Linked DNA regions of Sus scrofa: region 1 is linked to region 2. Evidence: chromatin contacts called from public HiChIP or PLAC-seq data. All regions are on one chromosome and are shown on one strand. Each heading gives the region's core, a stretch centred on a gene start, on an enhancer-like site or on the middle of the called end of the contact. The rest is flanking DNA. Distances are from core to core; before and after follow the strand shown.

Region 1 (3,859 bases), core at 908-3,407, 150 kb before region 2:
CACTCAAAGGCTGTTGAGATCAAGTGAGAATATGTGTCGAGGGCCTGATATGCTGAAGGTCAGTGTGGGCTCCCAAACCCCTTCCGACTCAAACTCACACCCAGGGCAAATGTACGTGGGGCCTAGGGGTCACTCAGCCGGTCTGGCTTCTGAACAGGCTCGGGTGGCTGGTCGGGGATCAGGGGGACTTAAGTGAGCAGCAGGCTGTGGGTTTAGGAGTTGCTTCACGTCTCTGTGCTTCTATTTCCTCCTCCACGGAGCCGCAAGTGTGTGGAGAGGTAGAGCCATCATCTTCACAAGCCCTTTTAGGCTCGGAGTGTTAACCTTAGGTGGGGAGAAAAGCCTGGAAGAAAAATGAGAGCTGGTACGAACACAGAAGGCTGGAGGCGCCGTGTCGCATCCAGACCACTAGGCGGCGGCGAGGATAACATATGAGAATAGGCTGAGCGCAGGGGTTCCGGCTCCAGACTCGACCAGTGGTCTTCTAGGCAGCGGAGGTGGGGGCAGACACCAGCCACTACTGGCTGGGAAGAGCCTGTCTCCCCAGGGTTGGGATTTTTTTTTTTTTTTTTTCCCATTTTACAGGCCTCCAAAGTGGGAGGAGGCCATCACTTTGACAGAGTCCTGCCTTTAGCCTTTAGCCGTGGCCTGAGTCTGTAAAGCTCATGGCCTGCCTTTCGGTCCTACTTTTGGAGGCTTGCATGGAGGCAGGAGAAGGGAGGCAGGAGGGTCCCGGGTGGGGTGGGGTGGGAAGAGGAATCCGGTCTGGACTTGGATCCCTCCCTCCCACACTACCTGGCAGATGGGGTTAATGATACCCCTTTCAGGTCAGTGGGAAGATTAAATTTCAGAATCTAAGCCCTCAGTTTCTCATCCAGCCCCTCTCCCAAACCCTTCTAGCTCTTCCAGTGGTCCAGATAACGATTTTCCCAATTCACCTGGAAGGATGAGCCGGCCTGTAGAACACCCCCCCTCACACCAGGCCTGCGAACTAAAGGGTCTTTGCAGCCCAGGGAGGAGGTAAACCCCAGCCACCCCCTCCCCCAAATACGCCTTTCTCACCAGATGCTCAGCAGATCGTGCAGGCAGAGCACTGATTCCAGCACACCCAGCACTGCTGAATCAGAACGTCTGGGGCACGGTGAGGCCCAGCACTCCGCGTCTGAACAAGCCTCTTGCTGGAGAAGGGCTGCCCCAGATTACAGGGCACCTGCCTGGCCCACCCTCTCTCCTCCTGGCCTGGGACATCAGGGGCAGCAGGAGGCAAGTCCCATCAGCACTTTTAGCTGGGACTGCTTTTTAGTGACTCACCTCCCAGACTTCCTGCAACAGACAACTCTAAATAGAGTCAGGTCCCCCCAACACACACACACACCCCAGCGGGCCCAGCCCCAACAGGGGAGACCTTCTTGTTTGGGGGGAAAACAGGAGGTGCCAAGGTGGGTGCCCCAAAGAGAGGAGTTTCTGCCTGCACAGCACAGGGGGCACTGGTTTAGCACATTTTGTTTACAGGCCTTTGTTATTAAGGAAATTGCTGTCAGTCAAGGTAATTCTAGCCCAGATGAGCAATAAATACGCTCCCAGCTAATCTTTCAGGGATTTTATTGGCACCTTGGGGGCAGAGGTTCCTTTACCCTGCCCACCCCCTGCCCCTCAAAGCAAAACCCTACTCCCCAGCTGCTCCCCCCCACCCCAGCTACTTGAACAACTCGGGGCATGTTTAGAAAGTGCACTCTAAAGTTAAGACAGGAGGCCTCTGGGCAAAGGTCGGAAGTGGCTTCCTGGTCCTACCTGGAAGCAGGGGATGGCCAAAGGATCTGAAATAAACCCTGGGCGACCTGATGGCTTGAGGCGAGCGCGAGCTCCTCTGGGCCTGCCCAGCACGCAGAGGGGGTCACCTGGCCTGCGGGCGCCTCTGTTCGGGGAGATCGCATCCCAGGCAGGGAGGAATGTCTCAAGGAGGGAGCCGGCTCGCAGGAGTCGGTTCCGGCGTGTGAGTTGCGGCGGCGAGCCCTCAGGGACACTGCCGGCAAGCCCTGGCCTGCAGAGACGGGGAGCCGGCCGGGGGAGAGCGCGAGTCGGAGCGAGCCCGAGTGCGCGCCCGCGCGCGCGCCCCGAGACTGCGTAGGGGGAGGGGAGCCCGCGGCAGCCACTCACAGGAACGGTAGTGAAGCCTCTGAACAACTTTAACTGTCAATCAGACTTAATGGAGTATTTAAAAAAATGGGGGGGGGGCGCCCTCTTGCTCCTCTCCGCGGCTGCCCCGGGAGCGAATGGATAAGGCGCCGGAGAAGAGGGAGTCCGATCCACGCGCGCTCCGCACCCGGGCCCTCTCCAAGTTGGAAAGGACAAAAAGAAGGCAATAAATGCTTACAAGGGAGAGAGAGGGAGCCGGATCGAGCGGCAACTCCCAGGCTCCGCTGGAAGAGAGAGGGAGGGAGGGAGCCGGAGAGAGCGAGCGCGCGCGAGGGCGAGCCATGCACGTAAAGAAACTGACACCCGGACCCCCCACTTCTCCTGCACGTTGCTGGCAATCAGATCGCTTTTAAGCAATTTCCTGAGCCCAAGAATAGCAATGAGACGGGAGACTTTTGCGGACTGAAATTGGGAGCTACAAGCACTTCCCCCCCCCCGCCCCCCAGCACACACACTGTTTTTTCCCCTGAAGAAGGGGTGGGGGGCGCTGCAATTTGGAAACAGCTCTTTTTTTTTTTTTAGTCTTGCACTTTGAAACCGCGGGACTGTAGCAGGGTGCGCGCGTGTGGTTGGTGCTTTTTTTTTTTTTTTTTTTTTTTTTTTTCCTTCCCTGCCTAAACTCCTCTGTCAGCCTGTAAACATTACCTGAGAATTCCCCAGCCGAAACGGCTGCTGGGGCAAGAAAGTTCTTGTTAGAACTTTCCACCTCCGGCTTCCCCTCCACCTCTCTTACTGTCCCAACCTTCTGAGACGCTTTTTCTCCTCCCGAGGATTTATCTCTTTCTCTCTCTCTCTCTCTCTTTTTTTTTTTTTTTTCCCCTTTTCCCACCCGATGCTTGCTTTGCATTTGGGAAGAGGTGATTTCTAGAGTGGCCAGGTGGGACGCCTCTCTTCCCCCTTATTTGGTTTATTTATTATTGTTGGGGGGGTATTTTCTTTTTTAAGTCCTATTTTGTTCGGTCCGGGGAGTTTCGCCCCCCCACCCCTGCCCGGCTCCGCGGCGCGGAGGATGGTGTGGAAATGGCTGGGAGCGTTGGTAGTGTTCCCTCTGCAGATGATCTATCTGGTGGTGAAAGCTGCCATCGGACTGGTGCTGCCCGCCAAGCTGCGGGACCTGTCGCGGGAAAACGTCCTCATCACCGGCGGCGGGAGAGGCATCGGGCGCCAGCTCGCTAGGGAGTTCGCAGAACGCGGCGCCAGAAAGGTACCGGGGCACCGCAACTCCAGGGGGTGGGGGCTGAAGGCGAGGGCGACCTCGGGGGTAGGGGGTGCGCCCACCTGCCACCGCTGCCAGAACCAGGGAGCAGGGTCTGAAAGTCGCCGGCCACCCTACTTTTCTGCGCCACCCGCGAGTGCTGAGCTAGTCAGTTTCACCTTGTACATTTCCCGGGGCACCAGCCAGTCTTTTTTGGCAGGTCCGGAGCTGACCAGCTCCTTTGGGCTCTGTAGCTGGTTGTTCAGCCCTGCTTCGAAACTTAGCCGACTCACCCGTTTCCCACATTCCTCCCTCCCGAAGGAAGGTGGTGTGTTTTCCCTCTCGCCTTTCCCTCTTTTACCGCCACGCTGGTGAATGCAGGGTGTGTGCGCTCCTGGGTAGAGCAGAGAGCCGCCTGCGAGCTGGTGCTTCGTATTTTCCTTGGCAGCTCGCTTCCCAGCCCCAACC
Region 2 (3,965 bases), core at 554-3,053:
CCTACACAGAAATGGAGCCACGACAAATTAGCCTGGGTTTGGGACCTGGCTCGGAACAGGGGATTTATAAAACTGAAATTCAAGGAGATGCTGGAGTGATGCAAGAGAAAAAAATTCACACTGCGTCCCTCTGTTTGGTCCTATCAGTTTCCCTGGCCCTTTTAGGATATTCTGCAAGCATGAGATGCCAAAGATAGTTGGCCAGTGTCACAGGAGCCTGGGCTTGAATTTCTCCCCAGCTCTGGGGTTCTTCTTTCACAGTTATTTACCTAATGGAAATTTCCTCTTTAGTATCCTTGCTCCATGAGGAATTGCTGGTGACAGCATCTTTCTGGTCACCAGGGCAGATGCGACCACAGAACAGAAGTGATAGGAGTCTGCCTGTGAGGGACAGTCCTGCCTTCTTCCAGGAGGCTGTACAGCCATAGGACTCAGTCGCCAGCATAGCCCCAAATCTGATCAGCATCCCCTGCAACAAGAGATGCTAGAAGGTGGAAACCCAGAACCCCCAGTGACCCTGTGCCTGAAGGAAGTCCACTGACGAGAAGTCTGCGGGGGCTGCCCGGATACAGACAAAGGCAGGGGCAAGAGTCAGGTTCTTCCTCTGCCACTTACCAAATATGCATCTTGGTGAAAGCTGCTCAACTTATTGGAACCTCAGTGCGGTTTTGAAAAAACGAGTCTAAAGGGCTGCCTTGAAGGGTTAAGGAAATCATGCAAAATGCCCACACAGTGTCTAGCACACATGGGGTCAGGGATTGTCCCAAGTTTCTTACAAGCAATCTGGAGGCTTAAACTTCAGAGTCATTTTCGACTCTGCCAGTTGACTGGTAGGAAAACCTCCTTCAAGTCATGTAAGATCTAAGTCACTTCAAAACTGATGTTTTCAGCACTTCACTCATATTGTTAACATATTCAAGCTTAAAAGGATTCTGGAAGTGTGAGTTCTGCCTTGACATTGAAAAACCCTTTTGGTGGTACTTGTGATCAGGGCAGGGTTAAAGGAGAACGTGATCCAACAAGCAGTGGCTGTCTGTTGATGACACAGGGCGAACCAAACAGCTGGTCCTCACTTAGCTAACAGTGGAGGAGCGCGCTGGGACTCTGAAAACTGGGTAAAGAAGAAATCAATAGCTAAGGTGACTAAGAAGGAATAGCCAGTTGTGAAGGAAGAAATCCACAAAAATGTCCTGTCACAGAGCCAAGCAAGCAGAAGTCAAGAGGTGAACTTGAAAAGAGTAGTGTTGGTAGAGACTAATAACAAAAGCCATCTTAGAGTGGACTGGCATTAGGGAAAAAAAGGCATGGCACAAGTTGCAATTTAGCAAGAAAGAGGTATTTTTGGACCCCAGATCTCTATCCACTAGAAGTGGGGCAGGTTTGTCTGTTTTCAGCTCTACTTGGTTATAATGATGTACAGTCCTGAGAGTAAAAAGAGAAATGAGAAAGAATCCCAAAGAGACCCTGAATAAGAATGGTGGACATTTTAAAGCTAGGACTGGCATTCTACTCCAGTTAATACGCCTAAGCCAATGACCTTGGGTTTGTTTTGTTTTTTTTTCTGGTGGCAGGGGGTGGGGGGGTTGCCTCTGGAGATCTAAAAAGCCCTCCTACCCTAAGAAATACACCATGTTGCTATTTCACGGGTGAACACTTATCAGGCAACAGACACTCCTTTTCAGTTAAGAAACAAAGTCATCTTAAACCACCCAGAATTATCTCAGCACACAAGGTCTAAACATAAGCAACAAGTCAGACCTCAAGACAGTCCCGGTTCCTAACAAGCCCAAGACACACGCCTGCTGAATTGGCAAGTCTCTCTTGTTCTTCTGCAATGCTGACCCAGTTATGAACTCAGATGTTGTTTCAGATTAATCTAGAAGCTCGGAGTGGTTTGAAGCACTCTGGGAATAGGATTTTGCTTTTTTTTGCAAAGGACTGGTAGAGTTTGCAGTAAGGCTAAAGGCACAGAAATAAATAGAATACACACAGGTAGCAACAAGAAGACTGATTTTCAGCAACAGACATGTATCATGGTTTAGTCAAATCCAGTTTTCTCCGTTTTCCCCACTGGTTATGCAGCATTGCATGGGAAGGACAGACCTCTAAGCCTGGCTGTGGGTGTGATGGTGTCCTGGCTTTAGCTCTGCTCAGCCAGGCCTCGTTGCGGGCTTCCCCCCAGAAGGGGAAGGGGACCGCTGAGGAGCCATCATCCGCTTGTCTATAGCTGAAAACCCTGAGAAGCATGCGGGGTGGGGGTGGGGGGGAGAGGGGCAGAGGCGCTTTCCCTACAACGGGTGCTGGTCAAGGGGTTACACCTTCCCACCCCACGCGGCCTCCATCTGCCAACAAGGTCCAATGGGCAGAGATGGCCTGTGCTCAGGACTGAAGCGTGAGAGGGGCCGTGCCGCGGGGGGATAAATCTCTCCAGGATGGTTATACACACGCCTGACTTGGCAGATGAGTTATTTCAACACTAGGAAAGCACACAGGCTTTGGGGAGCAAGGAGTCCAGATCTCAGTATCAGCCAGGTGAACATGAGCAAAACACACACTCTCGACGGGGATCAGCATCTTCATCTCTAAGACAAGGAGGACGCCACCCACAGCGTTGCCGGGTTAATTCAGAGACCGTGGTTTTAAAAATACTTGGGGGGAGAAAGCACAAAGCCACGTGCAAATGTCAAGGGTTATTCCTGCACATCCCTTCCTTTCCTCTCCCCGCCCTCCCCAGCTGAGTCCCGCATGTCTCATCCTGTAATATAGGAGTCACCTCTCACCCGTTCTGGAACAAAGGCAAAAGCATAAAGAAGTCAATTATAAATAGACGAACATCTCAAAATGTAGAAATTTAGAAATGAGACGGAACATTTCACAATAGAAAAGAAGCTCCAACTTATCTCATTCCCAGTCACAAGGACTTCATTCTTGTAAAGCACGCTATATTTCAAATGAATAGCTATATTCTCTTTAATGCCAAAGGCTGGGAAGAAAGGAGAGGGTGACATCATAAATTGTAATCATAGATGCCAGGCACCCGTTTAAGCTGAGCTTCTTACCAAAAAAGTCAAGGTTGTGTTTTTCAAGGGTTTGAAATTTTTTTTTTTTTTTTTTTTTTTTTTTAGGGCTACACCTGAGGCATACAGAGGTTCCCAGGCTAGGGGTCTAATCGGGGCTACAGCTGCTGGCCTACACCACAGCCACAGCAACATGGGATCTGAGCCACATGTGTGACCTACACCACAGTTCACAGCAATGCTGTGAGGGAGGCCAGGGATCGAACCGCAACCTCATGGTTCCTAGTCGGATTCGTTTCTGCTGCACCATGATGGGAACTCCAAGGGTTTGAAATATCTTGACAAGATTTTTTAGAAAAGAAGTCTTTCCCCAACTGGTTTCTTCAAATAAATGAAGTTTTAAGTGAGCACGCAGCAGACCAGGTAAAGGAGAGCTTCCACGTGCTGAAGGCCAAAGATAACTTCGAGAACTGTAAACACAGGCCAGCGGTGTTTACTGGGTCTCAGGCATTGTTCTAAGGCTTTGACACCTATGAAATCATTTATTAGTTTAACCCTCACAACCACCCTATGAAGCGGATTCTATTATTACCCAGTTGTACAGAGGAAACTGGCAAGACCACGGGTGGAGGGAATGAGTGAAACAGGAGAGGGAAGTGAAGAGGTACAGGCTTCCAGTTACAAGATAAGTGAGTCATGGGGATAAAAGGTACCGAGTGGGGAAGAGAGTCAATCATGTAATATCTTTGTGGTGACAGATGATAACCAGACTTGAACGGGACCATTTTGAAATGCAGAGAAAGAGCACATCTCCGTGGTGTACACCAGGAACCGTCAATTACACGCCAACACTCAAACAAACTTACAGGAAAAGAGATCAGATTTGTGGTTCCCAGAGGCAGAGGGTGGCGAGAGAGGGAACTGGACAAAGGTGTCAAGAGGTATAAA

The links. HiChIP or PLAC-seq counts read pairs in DNA pulled down with a chosen protein or histone mark.
Region 1: an H3K27ac HiChIP or PLAC-seq map of skeletal muscle shows a contact between it and region 2. The contact joins the promoter of DHRS3 here to the enhancer-like site in region 2. A contact is called at or near these places in 4 of 5 promoter capture datasets (fetal liver, fetal skeletal muscle, liver and 1 more), 6 of 47 Hi-C or Micro-C datasets (embryonic fibroblasts, epiblast stem cells, fetal liver and 2 more) and 2 of 2 datasets of contacts at active chromatin or transcription factors (alveolar macrophages and skeletal muscle).

What each region holds. Positions count from the first base shown.
Region 1 is chr6:72,597,531-72,601,389 of Sscrofa11.1, reverse strand. DHRS3 (short-chain dehydrogenase/reductase 3) reads left to right here and starts at 2,157. Exons shown (of 6, transcript XM_021095382.1): 1 at 2,157-3,400. The coding sequence starts at 3,206.
Region 2 is chr6:72,450,234-72,454,198 of Sscrofa11.1, reverse strand. The region is part of intron 64 of VPS13D (vacuolar protein sorting-associated protein 13D); the gene reads right to left. Among named protein-coding and RNA genes, the nearest start is that of DHRS3, 150 kb to the left of the region's middle. Within about 2 kb of position 1,803, at least 11 of the 83 cell types and tissues checked have an H3K27ac peak or open chromatin away from gene starts, as enhancers often do. A contact at or near this core is called in fetal liver, fetal skeletal muscle and skeletal muscle, where this site is marked.